Linked DNA regions of Pan troglodytes: region 1 is linked to region 2. Evidence: chromatin contacts called from public capture Hi-C data. All regions are on one chromosome and are shown on one strand. Each heading gives the region's core, a stretch centred on a gene start, on an enhancer-like site or on the middle of the called end of the contact. The rest is flanking DNA. Distances are from core to core; before and after follow the strand shown. Region 1 has its middle 70 kb from the start of TWIST2. Region 2 overlaps TRAF3IP1 (TRAF3 interacting protein 1).

Region 1 (4,118 bases), core at 1,442-3,941, 420 kb after region 2:
AACTTCAGTCGCAGAAACAGCTAACCACCGCCAAAGGGGAGTTCCCGCCTCAGACCCCTTTACACTTATGAATACTTCAAAAGATCATAAATGTTTTCAGAAGAAATCACAGCCAATCAAGAAGCCATCTGCAGAGCCCTTGGGTTAAAAGCTTCACATGCGAATGCCTAGAACAGCCATCCGCCCTCCAAACTCTGTCCTGGATGTGGCGGCCTGGCCAGATGCTGCAGGGGTTCCCTGCTGTATTAGTCTGTTTTCATGCTGCTGATAAAGACATATCCAAGACTGGGAAGAAAAAGAGGTTTAATTGGACTTAGAGTTCCACATGGCTGGGGAGGCCTCAGAATCATGGTGGGAGGTGAAAGGCACTTCTTACATGGCGGTGGCAAGAGAAAATGAGGAAGAGGCAAAAGCGGAAACCCCAATAAACCCATCAGATCTTGTGAGACTTACTCACTATCACGAGAATTGCACAGGAAAGACCAGCCCTCATGATTCAATTACCTCCCCCTGGGTCCCTCCTACAACTCATGGGAATTCTGGGAGATACAATTTAAGTTGAGATTTAATGGGGACACAGCCAAACCATATCACCTGCCTTCCTGAGGCCCTGACTCTGTGTCATGGATCTTTCATGCCTGGGCCCCTTGGAGTGTGTTTCCACAAGGTGTGGACTGCACACACTCCATCGGCTCTCAAGAAAGCTAGTGTTGCCCTTTTTCCTCAAGACAATTTGACCACTCAACAACCAAATCGGCCACAGCCCACCAAAGGCCCGCAGGGACCTCTGCCATGGTCCCCTCTGGCCACCAGGGTCTGAGAAGCAGACATTGGATTCCCCATCTCAAGGTGCTGCATCTCCAGTAGGAGCTGGAAAGCCATGAGTTCCTGTTCCAGGGCTCAACAGAAGAGCAGGGAAAGTGACTGAGAGAGCAAAAGAGGACCAGGGCACGTCCTGGAAGACTTCCTGGAGGAGGCAATCCATGAGAAGGATTCCAATGGGCAGAAAAATATGGGAAGAGATTTGAACAAACATGAGCCAAATAGCAGGGTACCGGACATCTCCAGGCTGTTTCAAGAATTCATTCCTTTTAAGTCTTCGTTAGGGCTGAGGGCAGGCAGGGCACGATGTCAGTGCTGGGACAGAGGAAACAGAACAGCCCTAGCCTTGTGGAGTCCATGCCTTGTGAAAAGAGACTGTAGGCAGGTTAATAAGTAACCAGTCGGAATAAGTTGTGAGGCACCGAGGCCTTGGGACCTGGAACACTGGGTGGGAGATCTTCCTGAGACAGGTGGTTGTGGGGCGGCGTCTGCAGGGTAACTCGCAGCAGAGACCCCCCAGGGTGGGAGGTGGCAGCGTGGCCCAGGGAGAGCCAGGCCCTGAGTCAGGGCTGGAGTCCAGAGAGAGGGGATGGAGTGAGCGGGAGCTGGGTTTTACGAACTCCCGTTGGAGGAAAAGAATGCAGCTATACTCACAGCATGGTGGGACACCGGTGGAGGGTCTTGAACACAGGAGTGGCGCAATCCTGGTTGAGTTTTGGGGGTCACCCCCGTTGCAATGGGTGTGGAGCAAGCTCTGTAGCAGGACGATCAGCAGCAGTTTAGTTGCCCCCCAGAGGCCAGATTGGACAGGCTGGATGGGAGCAAGTGTGCTTGGTGTGGAGAGAAGCAGTGGGACTCGAGATATCTGGAGGGGAAATGGGCAGGACTGGGCACCGGCTGGAGGTAGGCATGAGAAGGAAGGATAACTCGGCTGCCTTCCCAGTTCCTGTTCTGAGCAGCTGGATGGCGTGTGGACCTGGAGTGGTGCAGTCACAGGCACATCGAGAGCGAGAGGCAATGCAAGTGGAAATGCCAAAGCAACAGAGGGATGCAGCAGGTGACAAGCTGGGCAACCCGGAGTTACCTGGGGCCTGTCGAGTAAGCCCTGAGGAAGGTAGCTGCTCATGAGAAGGGGAGTGGCCAGAGAGCAGGGCGGGGAGCCTGGGTGCGGTGGGGACAGACAGCAGGTAGGGGGGCCCGGATGCAGTGGGGAAGGGGAGATGTCGGCTGACTCAAGTCACTGTTAAAAGTCATGGAACACCTCTCAATACAAACGAGCCTTTCTCCAAGGTGCACACCTCTCTGCAGCTGCCCAGAGAGCCACACCTGCAGCCTGCTTCTCCTCACCTGGAGGCTGGAGTCCGTTCCCAACTTTGTTCCCAATTCCTGTAAACCTGGGTAGGTTCAGGTGCTAAGAGGAAAAATCCCAGCATAGAAAGAGGAAGGACGTTTGTCAGAGAAGTCACTCAGCATGGAAACTGGAAGGACGTTTGTCAGAGACGTCACTCAGCATAGAAAGGGGAAGGACGTTTGTCAGAGAAGTCACTCAGCATGGAAAGGGGAAGGACGTTTGTCAGACGTCACTCAGCATAGAAAGGGGAGGGACGTTTGTGAGAGACGTCACTCAGCATGGAAGTGCCTTGAAGCTCCCCGAAGGCTATGGAAAGCTCCTCCATGTCTTTGTTCTCCCGTGAGGCTCATGATCCCAGAGCGTGGTCAAATTCCTGAGGCCAGCAGGCCTGGGTTCTGTGCCTGTGTCTCTGGGCTCCCAGCACTAAGTCAGGGGCAGGCTTGCGCGGGAACCCCTGAATATCCGGAGGCCCAGAGACTGGGAGGCCCAGAGACCCAGAAGCCCTGGACGTGAGGCCTGACTTCCTGCTCACCAGCTCCGAGGTGGTCTTGGGGTGTGGTCACCCCACAGTCTCTGGGGCAGACCCCCACTGTCCCTCTGAGGACAGGTCTCCAGGGCCCAGTTTCCCTTTGCCAGGCAAATGGGCCTGCCCAACTCCAGAGCCTGGTCTGCCACTCCTGGCTGAAGGGTGGCCAGGGCCAGTTGAAGCCTGAACCTTCCTTTAGGTAGCGTGGAACATTCCAGAGACATAATCTGTCTGCCCTTTTCTCTCTCAGGCAGTGGGAGTGTTTCCTCTTTTTGCAGTTACATGTCAGCAGATTGCTTTCTTTTAGGAAAGGGTTCATCTCACCAGCGACTTTGTGCAGAAGAGAGCAGGTGGGAACGCGGAAAAGCGCACGTAAGATCCCGCCAGGCCCTCGAGGCCCCGCATGGCTGATGAAGAACACGCCTGTGTTTCCGGCCAATGTGGTTTCCTGCCAGGACAAATGAGCCCGAGTCGCTCCACCTTCCCTGGGCCCACACAGCCGGCCCTTGGGGGACATTGAAGCAGTGGCCCCAGCCTCACCACGAGGCTGCCCAGGGAGGAAGACTGAGTCCTCCACTGTGCAGGGACCACATGGGGCAGCTCTGTTTGAGAACTGATGGGTGGTTTTGCTAAATGGAGCAGAGCGAGGAGCTCTGGAAGCTTCCATGTGAGGGGAGGGAGCTGCAGATTGGCACAAACCCATGGGAGGGGGCTCCTCAGAAGACGGAGTATGGCTGAGCTGGCAATTCTCCACCCTCATGGCTGTGCCTGGGACCGTCTACACTTTCTGCACTCTGAGGAAATCTTCACATGCCTCAGATGGGTCCAGAGATATGCGCCCACCACCCTGGCCCCATGCGCTGTTACGTCTCACAGCAGAGAGCAGAGGAAGCACCTGTTCGGTCCAGGGGCCCCACCTCTCCAGCTGGGAAGCTGGGGCAGGCTTTTCAGGGTACCCCACTGGGCCACCCAGGGGTCCAGGCTCAGCATAGTCATGGTTCTGGCATAGGACCCTGAAAAGAACTGAGTTCTAGTTTTACATTGAGCCCAAGACCAGCTCAGAGCCAAAGCCTCACTCATTTGCAAACACTGATGTGGCACCTGCCATGGTGCCATGAAGGGCCAGAGGTCAGGCAGGTGGGGAGATAATGCCCTTCCCCAAGAGGTACAATGCCCTTCCCAAAGGGGTATAAGCCCCACGGTTGTGGGGCCTGAATATCGGTCCTACCCTTTCCCAAGGAACTCAACAGCTGCACCCAGGGACAGCAGGGACACCAGGACTTAGGGTACAAGACACAGGCAGAGGCCCCTGAGCTTGGACGCTGGCCCCAGCTATGCAGCTGTGTGGCCCGAGTCAGCTCCCGAACCTCAGTCGCACATCTGAAAATGAAGACTAATTGCCCACTAAGGGTTGGGAGA
Region 2 (3,789 bases), core at 612-3,111:
AAAAATCAGACACCGGCTGGGCGCAGTGGCTCACGCCTGTAATCCTAGCACTTTGGGAGGCCGAGGCGGGCAGATCACAAGGTCACGAGATCGAGACCATCCTGGCTAATATGGTGAAATCCCATCTCTACCAGAAATACAAAGTGGTGGCAGGCGCCTGTAGTCCCAGCTACTCGGGAGGCTGAGGCAGGAGAATGGCGTGAACCTGGGAGGCGGAGCTTGCAGTGAGCAGAGATCGCGCCACTGCACTCCAGCCTGGGCGACAAAGCAAGACTCCGTCTCAAAAAAAAGAAAAATCAGGCACCAGCTATATCATTTAAAATATTTATAAACATATGCCATGGGTGTATTATAGACCACAAAAATGGTTTGGAAGCCATTAAAATATTACATGTATATGAACTTTATAAAGATAATTAGGAGGAGATAGGCCTTTTCTCTATAGACAAATAAAGTTCATGATAAGGATAAAATATGAGTTCTTTAACTGAAAAAAAAAATAGATACACATATAAATGACTTAAGAAAACTGTATTATAAAAATGTGTTTGGCTGTATTGTCACAAACATTTCCAAATTGATATGCCCATTATCTTCTGGTTCATGATTACTCAGCGAATGATAATATAATCAATAAAGATTTTATTTTTACTGAAAATGTCACTGAAATTCATATTATGTCCTCGGTTTTTTAGATTTTAGTCAGTTGTGGCCTGATAGGTTATTTCTGGTCTTAATTTTGCCAGTACCCTTTTCTGTGCTTTGCATAAAAAAAATCTTTATTTTGATTGGTTTTGACAGCCTGCCTTGGATGTCAATTCAGTTTCTAAGTAGTGTAGACCCTGGTGTTTAAATACACTCACTGTGACACATTAATGGATATATGAGGGAATGATGTTGTGTTAGCCCCAGGATGAAAATTAGTGGAGGCTGGGTGCGGTGGCTCACACCTGTAATCCCAGCCCTTTGGGAGGCCGAGGCGGGCAGATCACGAGGTCAGGAGATCGAGACCATCCTGGCTAACAAGGTGAAACCCCGTCTCTACTAAATATACACAAAAATTAGCCAGGCGTGGTGGCACGTGCCTGTAATCCCAGCTACTCAGGAGGCTGAGGCAGGAGAATCGCTTGAACCTGGGAGGCAGAAGTTACAGTGAGCCGAGATCGCACCACTGCACTCCAGCCTGGGTGACAAAGCAAGACTCTGTCTCAAAAAAAAAAAAAAAAAAAGAAAAGAAAATTAGTGGATAAGGATTAGAATTAAATAGAATTTAGTCACATTGACTACTAAACAATGCCCCAGCTCAGTGGAGAGAAGTGTAGGAGGTATCTGGAGAGCAGTAAGTAGAGAAATCAAAGGGGATGTGGCACAAGTTCCAGAAGCCTCAGCGCCCTGCAACAGAAGACTGAAGATGTGGATCTCACTAGTTTGAAGAGGTGTGAAGACTTTAGAAGCTACCCAGTGAGACATCATGAAATTGTTAAAATCTGTTAGTCATTAGGCCTTGAAAGGAATGGTTTAGAAACGACCTAGCTGAGCGAGTGGGCTTGGGCCTTTGGTGCACGCTTGGCATGGGCTGGGGTCCCCTTAGCATGTGGTGGTGGCTGTGACAGCTCTTGCTCCTCGTGGGACTGAGCTTTCTCAGAGAGACTGTGGGACACGGGAGAGACCGCGGTGGGACCGAGAGCCTGGGCCACCGAGCCCTCTCTGTGCAGGGCTTCCCACGCATGGCCTCCTGCACCTGCACCACAACTCACTGCTGAGGAAATTGAGGCTTAGGAGAGCCTGAGTCCCTTGCCCAAGGCCTTGCACTCCAGAGCCTGGATCCAAACTCTTATCTAGCCCCAAAGTACAGGTTCTGACCACAGGAGGGAGCAGCACCGCAGCTCCAGCATGCCCCAGGCCCGGAGTGTGTGCCTCCCTGTCTCAGTGCGGGGTGGGCGCGTTGAGCTGCTTTTTTTGGAGCAACTTATTTTGAGAATTATTTTAATCCTTAAATTCCATATTTATTCAGCTTCCCTTTGAAAAAAAAGGGAAATTTTTGTTTTTAAAAAGTGTTAGTTAGTATTTTTGTCCTTTCCAAAACATATTCACTTGTGCTTACTGTTGTGAGACACACATGTATTTTTCTAGTTCCCATCTATTATTCCTTGCTGTCTGTTTCTGACCTGAAAAGCAGCTTCCAGTGAAGAGCTATCACTAGAGGAACAGGACTTGCTGAATGAATTAGGTTTTATTGAGTTTTTAATTTAATGTGGGTAAAGCAGGCTCAGGAGGGCTGAAATGGACGAAGCAATGGCACAACTTTATTACTTTTCTCCAGGGTATGGATTATAGGGGATATTTTAGAGTAAAGAAAAACTAAGATTCTTGGCATTAAAATGCTTCGATTTCCTATTTATAGCAGTGATGCATATATAATTTTTCATATTGGACTGTTATTAAGGTTTTTCTGATTGAAATCTCCGTACGGTTTCTTCTGGCCAGTAGACTTCCTCCATCCCCAGATGTGACCCCTTTTAGACTAATAAAGCCTCTTGATAATACTTATAATACTTGTCACAGAGGGCAGGACTGACATTCACTTAGTGAAGGGCTTGTATTATACCAGGCTTTGCTCTATGTAAGTTTTATATTTTCAGGAATATTCTTAAATCCCTTAAAGAAAAAAAATGAAAATAAAGTAGAAATACATTTATTTTATATATTGTTATTAATAATTTTTTTTTGAGACGGAGTTTCACTCTTGTTGCCCAGGCTGGAGTGCAATGGCGTGATCTCGGCTCACTGCACCCTCTGCCTCCCAGGTTCAAGTGATTTTCCTGCCTCAGCCTCCCTAGTAGCTGAGATTACAGGCGCCTGCCACCATGTCCAGCTAATTTTTTTTTATTTTTAGTAGAGACAGAGTTTCACCATGTTGGCCAGGTTGGTCTTGAACTCCTGACCTCAGGCGATCCACCCGCCTCGGCCTCCCAAAGTGCTGGGATTACAAGCGTGAGCCACTGCGCCTGGCCATTGATAAATACTTTGTAAATAAAATACACTGTGTCTATACTCTTACATGATGCACCATGTTAGTTTTTAAAACTTGGGAGTAATTTCTGTATATTAGTATTTTGGGTTCTGACTAGGTTTCTAGGTAGCTTAACAAAGCTTTTATTGTACTACAATAAAAGTACTTTGTACAAGTAGAGTTCATTTACAGTAAAAAATGATAGAAAATAATGCTGTTATTTTAATAGTAATAACCAAGCAATTAAAGTAAATATATATTTTTAACAATTTTGAAATTAGCTTTCTAAGAAAAGCGGGTTTAGAAGCAGGCAAAGCATTCACTTGTGAAAGACACTTTTGGGAACTTCAGAGCCTTCAGAGATTAATGGTAGTGATATTAAAAGTGGAGCGCGTTCCACTGTCTTCCATGCGGGAGCTTTCTGGCTCTGCTGCTTTTTGTTGCAGAAGCATCCAGTCCAGAATGAGTTAGGTGTTTTGTAAGTTTCTTTCAGTCTCAAACAGTCTGTGCTCTTCCCTTGATTTGGCCTTGACAGTTTTGAACAGTACAGCTATTTTCCTGACTGGCCCCCGGTTTGGGTTTGTGTGGTGTTTCCTTGTGATGAGAGTCAGACTTTGCATCCTGGGCCAAAACCTTCCAGAAACGAGGCTGTGCTGCCTTTGCTGCGTCCTGCTGAGTGGTTCAAGGTTTCAGATTGTTCCTGACTGCAGACGCTCTCCGTGGCCTCTCGAAGAGGATGCTGTCTGCCAGCTTCTCTGCAGTCAAGCTGCTCCTTT

Evidence for each region. Capture Hi-C pulls out chosen DNA fragments and counts their contacts.
Region 1: a contact with region 2 is called in a capture Hi-C map of stem cell-derived neural stem cells, with 6 times the contacts expected there. The contact joins two enhancer-like sites. A contact is called at or near these places in 2 of 7 Hi-C or Micro-C datasets (blood and stem cell-derived neural progenitor cells) and 1 of 1 other capture datasets (stem cell-derived neural stem cells).

What each region holds. Positions count from the first base shown.
Region 1 is chr13:140,958,045-140,962,162 of NHGRI_mPanTro3-v2.0_pri, forward strand. No RefSeq gene overlaps it. Among named protein-coding and RNA genes, the nearest start is that of TWIST2, 70 kb to the right of the region's middle. Within about 2 kb of position 2,692, at least 1 of the 24 cell types and tissues checked has an H3K27ac peak or open chromatin away from gene starts, as enhancers often do. A contact at or near this core is called in stem cell-derived neural stem cells, where this site is marked.
Region 2 is chr13:140,540,715-140,544,503 of NHGRI_mPanTro3-v2.0_pri, forward strand. All of the region lies in intron 15 of TRAF3IP1 (TRAF3 interacting protein 1), which reads left to right. Among named protein-coding and RNA genes, the nearest start is that of TRAF3IP1, 47 kb to the left of the region's middle. Within about 2 kb of position 1,862, at least 2 of the 24 cell types and tissues checked have an H3K27ac peak or open chromatin away from gene starts, as enhancers often do. A contact at or near this core is called in stem cell-derived neural stem cells, where this site is marked.